3 separate regions of the Sus scrofa genome follow, and all the other regions are linked to region 2. A link is a contact called in public HiChIP or PLAC-seq data. All regions are on one chromosome and are shown on one strand. The core of a region is the stretch at or near the end of the contact, and the rest is flanking DNA. Distances in the headings are between cores, read along the strand shown.

The links. HiChIP or PLAC-seq counts read pairs in DNA pulled down with a chosen protein or histone mark.
Region 1: an H3K27ac HiChIP or PLAC-seq map of alveolar macrophages shows a contact between it and region 2. The contact joins the promoter of TWISTNB here to the promoter of SNX13 in region 2. A contact is called at or near these places in 1 of 5 promoter capture datasets (fetal skeletal muscle) and 1 of 2 datasets of contacts at active chromatin or transcription factors (alveolar macrophages).
Region 3: a contact with region 2 is called in an H3K27ac HiChIP or PLAC-seq map of alveolar macrophages. The contact joins the promoter of ANKMY2 here to the promoter of SNX13 in region 2. A contact is called at or near these places in 1 of 5 promoter capture datasets (liver) and 1 of 2 datasets of contacts at active chromatin or transcription factors (alveolar macrophages).

The regions. Positions count from the first base shown.
Region 1 is chr9:88,784,398-88,787,097 of Sscrofa11.1, forward strand. TWISTNB (TWIST neighbor) reads right to left here and starts at 1,405. Exons shown (of 4, transcript NM_001243956.1): 1 at 1,120-1,405. The coding sequence starts at 1,373.
Region 2 is chr9:87,085,855-87,088,554 of Sscrofa11.1, forward strand. It overlaps SNX13 (sorting nexin-13), which reads right to left and starts at 1,346. Exons shown (of 26, transcript XM_005667667.3): 1 at 504-1,346. The coding sequence starts at 1,103.
Region 3 is chr9:85,886,003-85,888,702 of Sscrofa11.1, forward strand. ANKMY2 (ankyrin repeat and MYND domain containing 2) reads right to left here and starts at 1,448. Exons shown (of 10, transcript NM_001243401.1): 1 at 1,177-1,448. The coding sequence starts at 1,243. It overlaps BZW2 (basic leucine zipper and W2 domains 2), which reads left to right and starts at 1,831. Exons shown (of 12, transcript NM_001245007.1): 1 at 1,831-1,954.

The DNA.
Region 1 (2,700 bases), core at 155-2,654, 1.7 Mb after region 2:
TTTTAAGCTCTAATTCACCAGTCCTTCTTATGGTAACTTAATTTAGGTTTCTGTCGAATTTTAACACGGCCGCGGATTTATCCGGCTTACATTTATACCTCCACTAGAGTTTAAAGCTCCTTGAAACAGCGTTTTTTCTTTGTTTTTATTTCAAGTCTCTAGAATACAAAATAGACACATAAATGTGTGCTGGTATTTAAGGGAGCTATAAATTCTAGACCTGTGTGTAGCGTTCAGGATCCCTTGATAAGGCGGTAAAAACTATGGATACTCTGCCCAAGAAAACTGACACAGGTAACTCCTGCAATTTCCATGGTTACATTAAATTCCTGAAGGGCAATAGGAAATCCACTCACCCTAGTTTTGGAACCCTTGCTTTCGAGCCAAGGAGTCTAGAAGAATATTAAGGTGTATCTGCTCCTTCCCCATGACCCTTCTAATTCTGAGAGTTTTCTAGCTTTCTTTTTTTTTTAATAGCTTACTTTAAATGCACAAGAGAGCTTTTTCATTTTCAAGAGCAATAAGCAGGCTCTTAAGAAAGAAACAAAGTAATAGTTTTTCTCCCATCCCTGATCCAAGGTACAAGAGGAAAGAACCCAGGGGAAATACTAGGGCCAAACAAACAACTAAAACCACACCTGGAGGTTTACAAATAAACGACTATACTAATGCTTCTTGTACAGTTTTCCAAATAGTGAGAGAATCTTTTGAAGTGCCGCATTCCAAACTTTAATTGTCAAATGAGAAAACATAAAGAACTGAGTCTAACCGGTATCCAGACCCCTGGGTCTATTCTTACCCCTACAACCCAATTGTGGAGTAGCTTCTTCACCCCTTCCGCTGCCAAAATTCACGTCACCTTAACGTCTTCTTTCTTGCCTATGAAACGAACCCCTGTTTAGATCTTGACCAGGGAGGCACAGGCCTCTCCAGGTGGAGTGCAACTCCAGAATGCCTCGGGGGTAAACTAGTGGCGACCGGGGCTAACTTTCCCATTTGCCCCTTCTCCGCCAGTAATATGTCCACCCGCTGCCCTCTCCCATGCTCCCAAGGAAGGCGGGTAGGCAATGTTATGTTATGGTGTCCGCTCGGCGAAAGAAAAGTCAAAGACACTGGTACCTCTCGGAATAACGTAGGAGTTCTGCATCCAGCTGTTCTCGGATACCGGTGCGTTTCCTGTTAAGGTAGCGCGGCGACAATGCGATGTGTCTCCGGTGCGGCCCCGCCACGAGGCAGGAGTAGCGGCTGCTCACCAGCGCACAAGCGGCCGCATAGGTCGGCAGCTCTAGGCAAGGCAAGACACCGGCCGGTCCCACCCCCGGCCCTTCCGAGGCCGCCTTTGGCCGTGAAGCCTCTGAGCAACCCGCAGCCATGAGGCTCGTCAGGCTTCCCACGGCGCGCGTCCTACTGACGCAGTCATTAACCGCCTATGTCCGGACGCCGGGTTTCTACGTCATGCACCAGCTACCACGCCCCTAGGAAATTTCCTCTCCTCGCACTGCAGTACTCAGGTAGGACCAGCAGGGGGAGATCGCTCTTTCGCAATTGTACGACTAGGGACCTAGGAGCCTGTGGTTGAGCATTACCCCCTCGTCTCCCAAGGGCGCGCAAATCGTATTTTCGCTGTCTTCATTAGATTTAGAATGTATATTTAATAGTGGTTCATACTTTGATTATATCCAATAGTAAGGTGGTTTGATAGGTTTTACAAGCTTGGATAATAAATTTCAAAATATTTATGGAATATATATTCTGCAGGGAACCCAATCCTAAAAAGCAGCCCAGATGCCTCAAATGCAACACTTCTCAAAACGAACCCATCATCTCTTTCCAGTCTCGCATCTTTCATTCCGTAATCACTAACTCAGGAAATTGTACCACAGTTTTCCAAATGGCTTCATGCTAGGGGTGTCTGTTGCACGTCCAAACGTCGAATCAGCGCAAGATTTGTGGGGCCCAGAGCCGAAATGTCAGTCTCTTCAGACACTTCTCTTCGTTCTCGATTCCAAAACTGCACAAATACCTGTGGAAGTTGAGCTTTAAGGTCAAGAGGACGCTTTCACACACGTGTCACGATTTGCATGATTTGCCCGGTTGCCCCACACAGGACCCCATTTCCCTCAGGAATAACACAAACTCCTTAACAGGGCTTTTAAATTACCAGGTCTTGGTATACATAAAATATGATTTGTATCGCATTTTCATTTACCACTCCCCACTTTACACTATCCCCTGCTCAGTGACCACTTTCAGTCCACCCTCTTCCCCTCCCACATTCCTCTCCCCCTCTTTCCAGTTCCCTTCCTCTCTTCAGTCTTAAGCTCTTCCTTCTATCTGGGAATTGGGTAGCTTCTCTCACAGGGAATAGTTCTACTCCTGTGTCAAATATTAGATTAAATTTTACATTCTCTTTTTCTACAGAGTTTACTACCACCCTATTTCTCCCCACCCCCCCAAGTAAAGATTAAGTAGGTCCTCATCTGTGTAAATTACTGCCATCAAGTACTTGATTTTTTTGTTAATTTTATGTTAATTGCCCTCACCCTCCTCCACCCCCCATTCCCCACAGGCTTCTTTCCCTCCAAGTTCACTAAGGTTGGGAACTTGCTATCAATCTTGCTCACCACTGCAACGCCTATATGATGCCAAAGGAAAAAAAAAAAGGTAAAATAAAATTCATATTTCATGGTAGGACAAGAA
Region 2 (2,700 bases), core at 96-2,595:
GAAAAAGGTCCTCTTCACCAAGTAGTCAAAGTAGGGGGTGGGAAACAAGCCAGTCTGGCTGAGTGACAAACCCAGGATGCTGACCGAGCTTGGAGGTGGAGGGCCCTGGAGGCCAGGACCCGAGAAGGCAGAGACCTCGGACAAACCGTAGGGGAACAGGAACCAGCAGCAACGCAGAGAGACCTAACGCTGCCACAGAGAGCGTGTAAGGAGACGCCACGAAGGGAGCGGCAGGTTAGGCAGTAGCGACAGCAGGAGGAAGATCAGTGCCAGGGGCAAGTGGCAACTGCGAAAGAGGCACAGGAAGCCAGAGGTGGTGGGACTCTGTTGAGTCAGCACAGCTCTTATTCAGGGGGCACTTGTAGGACCCCCGCTGCTCCTCCGGCCCCAGGGCCTGCTGCCTATGGTCCGGCCTGGCGGCGGCAGAAATGATGTTATCTGACTAGCCGGGGTCGGCCCCTTCCCCATTTCACGGGTAAACACTGGCCGCCGTCGCCGCTTACCTCTGTTAACATTATTACACCCCGGGGAAGTGAGCTCCTCCCTAGCCTCGCCGCATGGCAACAGCCGTAGCAGCAGCGAAAACTGCCCAAGCCGCCGCCAACGGCGGCGACAGCTCCTTCAGTCCTCTCCCGGGCGGCGGCTTTACTCGGCTTCGCTGGCTTCCCCCCGGCCCGGCTGCTCGCGACGGACGCGCCGCCATCTTGGAAGAGCGACGTCCGCGTCTCCCCGCGACGTGCGCTCCCATTGGCGGGCGCCGGGGCAGCTGGCGTCTCGTGACTGTCGCCATAGCGCCGGCGCGCGAGGAGGCGGAGGCGGATGGCCGGAGATCCACTAGGCGCCTGCTTCAAGGGTTCCGCCGCTGGGCTCACTGGCCGACCGGGGACCGAGGGGAGTTCAGAAACGCCCCAGCGCTGGGTCCACCTGGGAGCAGGCGTGCATGCCTGCGGCGGCCGCTCTTCCTCCGCCGCACGCCGGGGTCGGCTGACCCTGGGGTGGAGCAAGACCGGCGGCGGCCGAGACTTGCACTGATGGCGCTGTGAACCTCCCGCGTCTCGGGGACAAGGCGGCAGATGTCCAGTAGAAAAACTTCCCTCTCGCATTTCCCTGGCTCCGCGGCGACCAAAGAGCAGAAAGGGGATGTTCGGCTTCCTCCACGGTCTGGGCTTAAATGTGATCTGACACTTCTCCCCGCTCAGCCGCTCTCTCCTGCTAAACTTTGACAGAAACTTTCCTTTGTCTTTACCAATCCTTAGCAAGTTCTCTACTGGGGTGCGCGACAGGTTGTGGAAGTGATACCAGCATATCAGCTTTACTTTCGCTGATTTGGTGATTGGCCAGCACCTGTATAACAACGAGGGCTTCGTCTTGCTCCTCATAAAAGACCTCTTAAAAAAAAAAAAAAATCTAAGTCTAAGCCTATTTTGCTTTTTAACCGCAATCTGTGCTTTACTAGTTTCTTGATACTGTGTGTGTGATGGTGAGCAAATTTCAGCAGGTATTGACACAAATAGTCCCAACTTAATGCAACAGTGTGCATAAAAGCCCCTGAATCTGTTGCTAGATGAGTTACAATGTGTGAAAATAAATGCAATCACCTCTACCTGAATTGTAATGGTTGTAATTTACCTGAACCTGCTGTCAAAGTGTGTGTTGCCCTGCTGTACGTTAGAAACAAGTTTACAAGGAAATTGACAAGTGAGTTTTCAGACTTGACACACAGAATCCTTCCATCTCTTTTAAGGTGAAACAAAGGCATTCTGTAAAGCTAAGAATCTCCCGCTTCCCCTTTCTTAACAATAGTACTATTGTGTAAAATGAAATTTACTTAATACATTACTTTTAAATTCTCAAACCCTTAAGTAAAGGCCTTACAAACCTTGTGTTACCTCCGTTGTGTCTTCATCAAGGAAGCCGAATGGTTCATTTTGGTAGGTGGGAATTCAAAATAAATCCTGATTTTACTCAGTTCAACTAATTGAGAAAAGTAGTTTTGCTGTTGTTTTACTTTCAATTTTTTTTTTTTTTTTTTTTTTTTTGTCTTTTTGTCTTTTTGCCATTTCTTGAGCGGCTCCCGCGGCATATGGAGGTTCCTAGGCTAGGGGTTGAATCAGAGCTGTAGGCTCAGTGGGCCTAACCCACTGAGCAAGTCCAGGGATCGAACCATCAACCTAACCTCATGGTTCCTAGTAGGATTTGTTAACCATTGAGTCACCACAGGAACTCCTTGCTGTTGTTTTAATCTTCATCTGATATATAATTTCCATATTACTGGGCCGGCAAGATTCTGACCTCTGCAACAGAAAAAAAATCTGTTACTGGTATTGACAGAATAAGCCACAAACAGAAAATAAGATTGGAAAATACTATCTGGCCTAAGACATTAAGGGAAATGAAGAGATACTAGAGACCACAAGGAACCTGGAAAAAGATAACTGTTCCAACCTATAAATAAGAAAACAGAGGAGGCTTATCAATATTTAAGACACCAACTAGTAAATTAAAACTGTAATTTAGGTGTCTGGCCTGAGTAGTCTTCTTTCACATTTTCCTCATGCCAGAAGCAAAGCATTTTTACTTATTTTTAAGGTAAAATAACTGTAGACACAACTTGAGATCTGTACCAACCTGTGAAATGACATTAATATGCTTTTAACATTTAGAAGTTTGTCCATAAACCTAGAAGCAAGCCAAATTCAT
Region 3 (2,700 bases), core at 198-2,697, 1.2 Mb before region 2:
CTACAAGTCTCACAGTTCTAGGCAAAGAACACTTATCTTGGCAGTTACATAGCTGTGACTAACTTGAAGCAGTTGAGATCGGATGGGGTGGGCTCAGCTCATCAGCACCTGTTGAGTTCCAATCCGATTTTTCTCTTTTACGTTTACACTTTCCTTGTCAGTCTAAAGAATAAATTTGCCTTGCTCTCCAGATCTGAGCCATGCTACTTAGAAAGAAAGAACACTGGGAATTGGGAAGCTTTTATGTTGCAGAGACTGGCCTCTCTGCAGTTCTATGGCAAGCTCATTCTTGAGCTTCAAACAACTACATAAACAACGCCGGCAGTTCCCACACATCCGGATCCTCGCGCCAAGATGGTGCAGAAGCCACGTAGTCACGCTGTTGTCACCTTCCAGGTAACGGGATTTAGCAGGGAATTCTTCTGGGAAAATGTGGCTTCTGGCTCTTCTCCCTCAGGCCTAAGTCTCCCTCCTTAAGACCGGGAGCAACGGAAGTGGGACTCGCTTTGGGATGTTAAGGAAAGCGCGGAAGGGCGCGATTAGAGCCCGGAGTGGTAGCGACGCCTCTCCAACCATCCCGCCTTTCTGCGAGTTCCTGCAGCTGCTGGGGGCTTCTATAAGGAGGCCTTAATGCGGCAAATTACAGACCCCGTTTTGTGCCCTTATAAAGAACCGTTCTCCTCAGGAGCTCCCCCCACCCCCAAGCGGGGGCGGGGACAGCCTAGGGATCCAGATCTTTCGGCCTCCGGAAGTCGAAACGGCCCTATACCACCGGTCTAAGAACCTGAAACTTGAGGCCACTATCGCGGAGAAAGACTGCCGTCACAATCACCTTAGGAGTTTTAAGGAACTCACATTCTGAGGCCCCATTCCAGATCGCTCATTATCATCAAGGTGGAGCCTGGAAATGTGCACGGTTTCAAAAGCTGATTTAGAGGACCAGCGTCTGCACCCCCACTCTGGTCCCTGCAGCACTTCTCCCTCTCCACCCCTTCGCCCCTGCAACAGGCCCCAGATCAAAGGGAGAAGCGCTCTTTCTCGGTCGTAGGGTGCCAACCTCGCAAAACTGTAACCAAGGGTCAGCCGGGCCCGGGGCGCCACCCAGGCTCTACCACGCCCTTCTTCCCCTCCCGGGACAGGCAGGCAGCACCCCCGATCGCAGCCCAGCACTCATACCTTTTCCGATAACTTCCAGCAGCTCCTTTTCCTCCTGGGTCAGCTCGCCTTTCTTGATGTGAACCATTGCTTCCGCCAGCTTGACTGCTATTTTGTTTCTTTGGAAGTATTAAAAAGAAACGCTGTGTCTATATTAGGAACGCCAGCAGCAGCGTTAGGCAACTTGAGACTAGGACACTGAGTAGCCAACCGCGGAAGCATTCGAATTCTCTCCACCCTCCCGAGGGCTGGCGAGCAGCGGGCGAGCTCGGGCGAGCTGGGCGGGCGGTCTCCCCAGGCCCAGCGGTAGTCTCCGCCCCTCGTGCTTCATTGGTCCGGCCGAGAGGAGGAGCTGCAAGAGGCGGCAGCGAGACTCTCCCATTGGAACAGACAGGGAAGGAAAAACCAAATGGAGAAAATCAGAGGGGGAGAATCAAATACCTCTTACAGGTTTCCCGTTGACATCCTTTCCCATTCAGATATCTAGGGACACACAATATTTAAATTTTGTATATGGAACTTGCGTGTCAGGCAATTTCTGCTTGGGGGCATGCATCTCCCTGGCTCTCGCTACATAGTCCCTTTCATTTTCCCGGACGTGGAACGACCCGGACCGGGGGTGGGCTGGGAGGCGGGGCGGCGTGGGAGGCGGGGCTGCGCCGAGCTCCGTGTGTCGATGTCAATGTGTCTGTCCTTCACTCCTCCATTGTCTGCCGCCACCACTACCGCCGCTGCCACCGTCGCTGCCGGAGTTGCCGCAGCCCCCAGCCTCGCGCGTCGCCGCTACCTCCTCGGACAGGTGAGAAGCAATCCAGCTAGGTTAGGGGAGATCCGGGAAACCTTCGATAATCGGGGCTAGAGCCCCGCCGGGGGCTGCCCCCCGGCCGAAGGTGGCAGGGAGGAAGCATGTGCCTGCTGGAGCAGCTTCCTGCCTCTTGGTGAAGAAGCCTCTCCTCTGCCCCGTTACCATTACTTGTACCGCGTATCAGTGCCCCAGAGTGAAGACCCGGTACTCGGCACATTTGGCTGCCCCCGGAGAACGAGGGAGCGAACAGGGACTGGCCACGCGGTTGGAAGTGGCGGGTGCACATCGTCTCTTGCGTGGCACCGCCAGATGCAGGTCCCAGGGAAGCCAAGGTTGAGGCTCTGGGCTAGAGGTGGGGTGGAGAGGAGCGCTCCCCATTACGAGCGAGGTGAACGCCTGTGAGAATAGTCTCGAGAGAAGGTAGTTCTCTTTTGGCAACCTCCTTCCCCTTCCCCCCGCCCCCACTACTGTCATCTCCCCTGGCCTCTGTAGAAGCTGTAGAAGAGAGCCGGATCTGATCGCCCTATGGTGCCTGTTAAGGATGTTTGGAAGCAATTTACACTTGCACTAGTACTTCGTTTATGAGAGACAGCCTGTGAGGAGGGGGTAGGAAGGGCCTCTTCCCTCTGCTAGAGTTCCCGGTCTCTTTGTAACTCAGATCTTGAGATTTATGGAAATAGGGAGGGGAGGGAGAGGGGGCGGAGATTAAATTGGGGCTGCTGTCTATATATAGCCTTAGA